Linked DNA regions of Macaca mulatta: region 2 is linked to region 1. The links are chromatin contacts, called in public Hi-C maps. All regions are on one chromosome and are shown on one strand. Each heading gives the region's core, a stretch centred on a gene start, on an enhancer-like site or on the middle of the called end of the contact. The rest is flanking DNA. Distances are from core to core; before and after follow the strand shown.

What was found. A called contact is a pair of places that touch in the nucleus more often than the background predicts.
Region 2: a Hi-C map of fetal cortex germinal zone shows a contact between it and region 1, with 2.3 times the contacts expected there. The contact joins the promoter of PIP4K2B here to the promoter of PSMB3 in region 1. A contact is called at or near these places in 2 of 14 Hi-C or Micro-C datasets (fetal cortex germinal zone and fetal cortical plate).

Annotation. Positions count from the first base shown.
Region 1 is chr16:63,033,585-63,037,745 of T2T-MMU8v2.0, reverse strand. PSMB3 (proteasome 20S subunit beta 3) reads right to left here and starts at 2,390. Exons shown (of 6, transcript NM_001257817.1): 1 at 2,313-2,390; 2 at 1,808-1,992. The coding sequence starts at 2,315. TRNAN-GUU (transfer RNA asparagine (anticodon GUU)) reads left to right here and starts at 3,277; the gene lies at 3,277-3,350. It also overlaps the pseudogene LOC106994032.
Region 2 is chr16:63,084,753-63,089,297 of T2T-MMU8v2.0, reverse strand. PIP4K2B (phosphatidylinositol-5-phosphate 4-kinase type 2 beta) reads left to right here and starts at 2,542. Exons shown (of 15, transcript XR_013406683.1): 1 at 2,542-2,836. CWC25 (CWC25 spliceosome associated protein homolog) reads left to right here. Exons shown (of 10, transcript XM_028836432.2): 10 at 1-932.

The DNA of each region.
Region 1 (4,161 bases), core at 1,141-3,640:
ATAGGCCCCTGCATAGAGCAGACCAATGCCACACCTGCTGGAGGCAAAGCAGTGTCTCAGGACACCAGAGCAAAGAGCCTTAGAAATGACTTGAGATTCATCTTCCAGGTAGGGAAACCGAGGCCTAGTGAAATGGGCAGTTATTGCCCACAAACAAGCAAACGCGGTGAGAAAAGCCCTCTGAAGAAAAGGAAATGGTGTGAGAACAGCAGTGACTGGAGAGGGGAAGGCTCACAGGAGACTTCACACTGACAGGAACCCCAGGATGTCATTCTCTGACTCTACCAGGATAGGAAAAAAGGGCTGCGAGATCTCAGTGTTATGTTCTTGAGACTCAGGGAGTTTTAAGAGAAATGAGAACATTTTCTTTTTTAATTGCCTTCTTTTTATTTCTGAGACAGAATCTCACTCTGTTGCCCAGGCTAGAGTGCAGTGGCACAATCTCAGCTCACTGCAACCTCCGTCTCTCAGGTTCAAGCAATTCTCCAGCCTTAGCCTCCCGAGGAGCTGGGATTACAGGTGATCACAACCACGCCCAGTTAATTTCTGTATTTTTAGTAGAGACAGGGTTTCACCATGTTGGCCAGGCTGGTCTGGAACTCCTCAAGATATCCGCCCACCTCCCAAAGTGTTGGTATTACAGGTGTGAGCCACCGCGCCTGGCCAAAATGAGAACATTTTCTGACAGGCATCCACCCACACTTGTGAGCTAGTCTCTCCACCTTCTAGGAAACAAATCCAGGACCTGCCGCTCCTCAGGCCACCAGTACCCTGCAGCACCTGCCCCCTGTGACCACATATTCCCTCCTGAAAGCCTATCGCCATTCTTTTCCTCTCTTCTTATTATCTGGTTTCTCTTGTCGCCTCACTGCTAAATGTAAGGTTCAGCTCTTAAACTGCTACTCATTATTTCCCTCTCTACAGACTTTGTCTCTCCAGAATCTGCTCCCATAGATTTGGCACATTGCCAATGCTTCCCCAACCCTGAGATGTAATATCAAAACCCCAACTGTTTGTAAGATGTTTCTGTTGGGCTTGCCTTGTCCCCTCAAAATTGGTGTCAAAATCAAAGTCAGGCCAGGTGCGGTAGCTCATGCCTGTAATCTCAGCACTTTGGGAGGCTGAGGCAGGTGGATCACTTGAGGTCAGGAGTTCCATACCAGCCTGGCCAACATGGTGAAACCCTGTCTCTACTAAAAATACAAAAATTAGCCAGGCATGGTGGTGCGTGCCTGTAGTCCCAGCTACTCAGGAGGCTGAGGCACAAAAATCGCTTGAGCCTGGGAGGTGGAGGTTGCAGTGAGCCAAGATCACGCCGCTGAGCTCCAGCCTGGGTGACAAAGCAAGTCCCTGTCTCAAAAAAAAAAAAAAAAAAAAAAAAAGAAAGAGAAAAAAGGGAGGGACACGTTTCTGGAGACAGTCTCGCTCTTTAGGGACTGAGCGCTGACTTCGGCCTTAGAGAGACTCGCGTGGGAATCTTGGCTGACACTCATTGACTTTGCTTCTTGGGCAAGACACTCTCTGAGACCCTCAGTTTCCTCATCTGCAAAATGGGATGGCAACATGGAATCCTCAGGGAGAGGATTAAGTAAGTCCATGAATGTGAGGTGTTTTCCACAGAGCCTGGCACAGCGGAAATGCGGGTAAAAGTTGGTTAGGATACATCTCTGTATCGCTATGGTGTGCGGCAAAGTCTCAAACTCACTGGTGGTGTGTGGTAGATGACTGACACCTTGGCCGGTCAAGACGCCAGGGGAGGATGGTCCAAGAAGAGACCTGGGTGTGGGCAGGGACCCTTGAAACTTACACTGTCTGGACGTCAGTGGCGAGCCCGGCCAGACCGATGTACAGCCGGTCACCCATTGGAAAGATCTTCTGGAAGTCCGTGGTCACCATCTGGGCCTGGATCCCGAAGCGCCTGTCTGCAGCGATGGCCACACAGTTCTTCCCCTTCATGGCCATGACGGCCCCTCCGTTATAGGACATAATAGACTAGGACAGACAGAGCGAAGGGGTCAGCGCGGGGGTTCAAACGCTGCGACAGCCCCCGGCCCAGCTCCTGATGCGGAGGCTCCTGTACGCCCGTTCTCCATTCCGGAGGCGCCTGAACCCCTGGTTCTCCAGCTGGGATGAGCACTGTGTGGCGGCGATGAGCCGCACTCACCCTCTTGGTCCTCACCGGGGTCCGCTCCCCTCGAACTGAAACCGTTTCCTTCCATCGACCCTTGGCCCTTTTCGTCCCCAAGCCTCTCCCGACCCCCTCCGCTTCTCAATCCTTCCCTGTGCTCCTTTGCTTTAACTCCCCATCTCACCATGATTGCGGTGTACTAGGACCCCTCGATCGCCGGAGCAATTCCAGTAAACCGGGTCTAGCCTTCACTGCGCAACCGCTCTCGCTGCTGTCTCTTTATTGGCTGATAGGCGGACTCTTCCTGGACATCTGGGCTTTCTATTGGTCCCGCATCCCTGTCGGTCACCAGTACAGGTAGTTTGGTTGCAAAGTCAAAACGGAGGCGGGAAAAGCGGAAGTGAAAAGTCACTGTGGGTGCGGAAGAGGCTTGCAACACGGTGCATAGTGGGATCTCGGCGGACCTGACTCGGGACTGGGGGCGGAGCCTGCGCGCACGTGGGCTGGTGAAACTGGGTTTAGGGGGCTGCGGCCCCAGCTGAAGGGGCACCGTGACGCTTATCACCGTGATGTATGAGTTCGTCCTATTAGTCGTGCTAGCTTATTTATTCACTCCAGAAATCCTTACGTTTACTGTGTACCAGGCACTTGCCTAGGCTCTGAATAGTCACTGGCCCACAACAGTGCCTGGTATATACGAGGCGCCCATTAAATGTAAATTTAATGATGCAGGTGGGAAGTGGAAGGCGTCGCGGGTAGGCGTCGTGGGTATTCTGCGGCTGCAGGGGTTCAGCTGCGAAGGGGAGTTTGGAAGCCCAAGGCTGTTCTGATTTGGGGGACTTCCTGCGCGCCGACTTCACGTATCTTCAATCTCAGGTCACCCTAAAAAAGGATGTTCCGGGCCTCTCCACGTTTGAGGTAGAACCTGAGGACAGCCAGTCGACCTCTCGCCAAGCCAATGGAGGAAGGGGGTGCACGTCCCGCGTCCTCTCCTCCCAAGCCCTTTCGTCCTCCTCCCCCATCAGGATCCTTCCCTTTCTCCCCCGGGTTCCACTTATTTCGCCCGATGGCGGCATCTCTTACGGCGTCTGCACCGTCCAGGCTCGCTCCCATTGACTCGACTCACCACCACGCCAGCAATCGTCGCGGTCTCTGTGGCGCAATCGGTTAGCGCGTTCGGCTGTTAACCGAAAGGTTGGTGGTTCGAGCCCACCCAGGGACGCGGTGGGTTTTTTTTTTTTGTCTTTTGGGTTTTGTTCCTCCCGCCCCCCGTAAGATAAAAACCTAAGCCTTTTACTCAAAAGCCAAATTTTGCATAGAAATGGCAGCAGCAATACTTTTTCTAGGAGAATCACTGTTCTTGAAAATTCTTTGCTGCTCAGTCAATAATGGGATAATTTATCCAGCACTTCCCTCCACACCCCCCACCCCGCCTCCAAGCTGGATGGCAGGAAACCTAAAGACAGAGGTTTTTGTTTCACTGTGCAAGGAACATGTTTCAGGATGCATTTTTTCGTAGGATTAGGCATGAATTTACAGTGGAGGTTCGACAGTTTTTTATTGTCTGCCTCAGTCGATATTACAATCTCCAAATACTACATTTGGAAGGGAAGGGAATGAGAGAGAGACACGCAGAGAAACAGGTATGAAGAGAAACAAAGATGAGAAAGGGAGAACATTGTTGTGATACAAGGAAAGAAGGGACATGACAGACAACTAGGCAGGGTGAGTGCGGAAGACCCCAAGACAGAGAGAGGGACAATAGACACATTTAAAGTGAGAAGCATCAGAAAAAAAAGGAAAACAATACATTTTTTTCCCCCTAGAACTACACAGAGAAGTTGGGGAGGAGGATGTGGAAAGAGAAGCAGAAACTGACCAAGGACCTTGTTTGGGGGAGATAAAAGGTATAAAGGACACAGAGGTAAAGACGTTCCGGAAAGCATTAGAGGAGCCGCCCTCTCCTGTCTCGTCACCATTTTTAAAGGGATCTGAGCCTCGCAATAGCTCTTGGTATATGCTGGAGATAATTG
Region 2 (4,545 bases), core at 1,293-3,792, 51 kb before region 1:
GTCCCCTCTCTTACTGGTTTTCCTGCATTTTCCAGGGAAGCTGCTGACCCCTTAATTCTCTTTATAAGAGTTCGAATGACTTCTTTCACAGATATCAAACCACCACTGTTCAAAGTGACCCTGCTCCATCCAGTCCTGGAACAGCTCACTTCCTTTGTGAGCTAGTGTAACTTGCTTTGTGGGACACTCAGTAACTTTGGGTTTTGACTCTTGAATGGGTGGGCACGGGACCATCTTGGTGGGAGTGCTTGTGCCGCTCTGGAAGGCCGTTCCCTGGGGTTGTGATGTTTATCATGCCACTTCCTTCTTACCTGTGCCAACAGACCTATTTCACTGCCTCAGTGTACACCAGACCCTTCAGAAACCTCTCTGGTGTCACCCAGATAGATTATGCTTACGAGACAAATTCATGTTTACTTGATTCAGAAGATGATGTTGCCGGGCGCGGTGGCTCACGCCTGTAATCCCAGCACTTTGGGAGGCCAAGGCAGGTGGATCACGAGGTCAGGAGATCGAGACCATCCTGGCTAACATGGTGAAAACCCATCTCTACTAAAAATACAAAAAACTAGCCAGACATGGTGGTGGACGCCTGTAGTACCAGCTACTCGGGAGGCTGAGGCAGGAGAATGGCGTGAACCCGGGAGGCGGAGCTTGCAGTGAGCCGAGATCGCACCACTGCACTCCAGCCTGGGCAACAGAGCGAGACTTCATCTCAAAAAAAATAAAAAATTAAAAAAAAAAAGATAATGTGACAGAATGATGTCAGGTTAGGTCAAAGCCAAGGGAGTGACAGAATCTGGAAAATCAAACAATACAAACAGCCCTAAATGAACTGTTAACTATTTGATCTTTGGATGTAAAAGTGTAATGTGTATATGTACAAATGTATAATTCTTACATGCTTTTAAAAAAGGTTGGCTTTGTGAAAATACCTTGTTTGGTCAGTGACTTTACTAGGTAATAGAACCGCATTGAACCTTGATGGCAAGGAATAAAATAAGGCAGGCCAGCTCGTTTTTCTCTGAATCTGGCTGATTTAGGAGGAGCCTGGGTTTATCGACAGGATCTGGAGTATCTTCTTTTCCACTGCTTGCAGTCTCCAATGTAGGCAGTGTAAAGGTATAGTAAAATGATTTTAGGAGTCAGAACCAAATTGCCAATATGCTCCATGGCTCCTAAAGGAAAATAAAATGGAAGCTTTTAATTTCACGGCTTCATTTCTTACTGTGTAAGAAATGAAGATTACAATTACAGATTTTCAGGAGTTGTTTGCTAGTCTCTTTCAGTCAGGTACTAAAAAAACAAAAAAAACCCTCAAGGGGCCCTCTTCTATCTTTACTCCTTTTCCCTTCTCTATTCTTTCACCAGAAGCCCTCATTTGACCAATGAACTCCTAGGCCCTCTTGACCCGCACATTAGCAGGGCGATTTCCTTGTTCTGCTGATTCCTAATTCTGCTTAAAATGTATTTGGATTTCTGTTTTTCAACACTTACGATGCCAGGCACTGTAATGCTTGAAACCCGATCTTTCCCTAGAGAATGTAACGTAAGTTTTTTCATTTAATCACTTCATCATGCTTCCTTATGCCGGGGTTAATTATGTTTATTTTATTAATTGGTAATAAAGGCCACATTTATTTTTGTAACTGTTTAAAGAGCGACCACCTGTGGAGTACCATATTTACGAATTTCCATACAGAAAGAACAACGTTGACCTGTGATTTGTGTCGAATATATGGAGATCCCTCATCTGAGAATTATGTAACAAAGCGTGGGGCAGTTTAGTCAAAGATTTTACGAAATGAGCCAGAGTAAGACGATTAGTGGGATAGGTGTCCGAAGGTGCTGGCGGCCTCTGAGCTCTGACCCTTTGCGGGGAGACCAGGCAGCAGGTGGGTGGGCGCGGGGCCCATTCATAAAAACCAATGTTCCCGGCCTGCTTCTCATTGGCCCTGGGGGAAAGGGGCGTGCCCCGCGGGTGGAGCGCGCCCGGGACCCAGCGGAGTGGGTAGATCCACGCTTGGGTGGAGCGAGGGGGCGTTCCTTGGCTTTCCAGGCTGGACTTCCTCTTCCCCTGGCTGCGTCCCTCCTCTCCCCCGGGGTGGGCATGGTACGTCCCGCCCTCCTCGCATTCCCGCCCCTCCTTCCCTTCCGGAGCGGTGGCGTCGCCGCCATCTTGGCATTCGGGTTGAGGGAAAGAGCCAAACCCTGGCGTTGGGGGGCCCAGGCGGGGAGCCCCTCCCGCGATCCACAGCTACGCCTGCCCAGCCCTCCTCCTCTTCCCGCTCCGGTGCGGGGCCCCGAGGCGTTCGGAGGCCAGGCGGGTTTGTGTCAGGCCCGGGGAGGAGGGGCGGGCGGGGCGGCCGCTGCCTCCCCGGGACGGGCCGTACCACGCGAGTGGGGAGGACGGGGCCAGGGGACTGCAGGGCTGCTGCACCGCCTGGGGGCGGGGTGCGGAGCGGGCCGGCCGGCTCCCCGGGGCGGGGCGGGAGGGCGGGGCGTGGGGCGGACGGAACCACCGGGGCGGGGTGGGGAGGTAACGGGACGGGCGCGACCATGGTGCGGTAAGGGAGCGGGGGTGGGGATCGGTCCGGGGGAGGCCTGAGGCCGCTGGCTTGTGCGCTGTCTCCACCGCCCCCCTTTCGCCGCCGCCGCCGCCGCCGCCGCCCCGGGCATGTCGTCTAACTGCACCAGCACCACGGCGGTGGCGGTGGCGCCGCTCAGCGCCAGCAAGACCAAGACCAAGAAGAAGCATTTCGTGTGCCAGAAAGTGAAGCTATTCCGGGCCAGCGAGCCGATCCTCAGCGTCCTGATGTGGGGGGTGAACCACACGGTAACCAGCTCCTGCGCGCCCCTCTGAGCGCGGCCCCGCGCGCTCCCACGCCCCCCGCAGCCCTGGGCCTTTGCCCCGCAGGCCCTGCCGGTGACGCTTGCCACCCCTCGCCAAGCCACTTGCACGCCCACCCCACCCTTGCACGCCGTTCGGCCCCGTGTACACTCCCCGCACTCCACGCGAGGCCTGGTGTCTCTGTAGTCTGCCGTCGCCACCTCCCCTTCCCTCCAGCCCTTCTGGCTTTCTGCGTGTGGCGTGCTCGCTTGGGGCAGCCCTGGAGCGCAAAGGCAAGGCCTGGGTGCAGTGGAGTCGCTTTCATCCCTGCACCTTCTCCTCTTACTCCCTCACCCTATTTGTTGCATGTATATTTCCTCTTGTTCCTTATAGCCGGCTGCCAGCTTTGTCAAGTAGCAGTGGTCTGCCCAAATAGTCCTCTCTTTCTGATCGTTTGTTGTGGCTGCTCAAATTTTCCTATCCTCCAGGCCTCCTTACCCTTGAATGTAGAACTCCACCCTGGGTTTCCTTTTTTTTTTCTCTTGAACAAGATGTATTAACTGGAGAAGCTTAGGCTTCCTTGAAGCAGACACTTTACCCAGGTGTCTCCGGGTTAGGGAGAAGAGAGAATGGCTATTAACCATTTGAGAGAAGAGGATGCCTGGTTATAAGGAGGGACTATTCATAGTAGAAATAATATGACTTCCCATAGTTTTTGAAGGTGATCATTTCAAAGATGTTGACTTATCTGTTGTGTGGATGCAAGGGTGTGATGATGCATAGTGATTATGGCCCTAGATAGGAGAGATCGGTCCCCTGGGTCCTTAGGGTGCTTTGAGATTGTTCAACAGCCCCTGCCAGGAAGTTGGATGCTGACGGTGTTTGAGCTGGAAGACTGTTTATGTGGTGTTTGTTCAGGGTCTTTCTTCTCCCTTTTCCAACCACTTGCTCTTTGCCTTCTGACCATTTCTTTATGAATCCCCACACTAGGAATGAGCAAAGGAAGTCAAAGGACCCGAAACACCAACTTCACTAACTAGAATTTTGGAATAAGGAGGATCAAGCTTGGGTTTCCTGTGGATTTCAGTTCTTTAGGTTCACTTGTGAGTGCTTGAAATTGCCCACAAGACCAAGCGATGACAAAGAGGGCCAGCAAGACTTTACATTGCTTTGGCAGAGGGGCTGAAGGTGCCTTTGGGTGGAGATGGATGAACCGTAATCTGAGCTAGGGTTTTAGATCTTGACCTGTCATTTAGAAAAGTGCACGTGTAAATTGAGGTCTCTGTGGTTTCTTGGTCTTGGGCAGGTTACTGTTTTCACTGTCATCACTGGTGTTAGTGAGGGTCCTGCCAGGATAGGGAGTACCAGTGGTATAATGCCCAGACCTCTAGGAGCTGCTTCGGGCCAACAATCCAGCCCAGTTTGTGACTCGGTCTTCCTGCTGCCCCAGGGGTTATCTGACAGCATTTCTAGGGAAACTGGGTGATCAGAATATGAACCCCATGTCCCTTTCTGGAAGTCACTCCTTGATTTTGTTCTGCATCCTGCTTCTCACTCTACCAGGCCTCTCTCTGCCAGTTCTGTTTCTCACAGAAAGCAACCCGTCTGTAGAGAACTGGTAGAGGCCTGAGAGTCAGGTGTATTACAGCTAGCCACAAGGAACTTCGGGTCCCTCATTTTACACATGAAGAAAAGGAGGCCTCGGGTGGAGGATT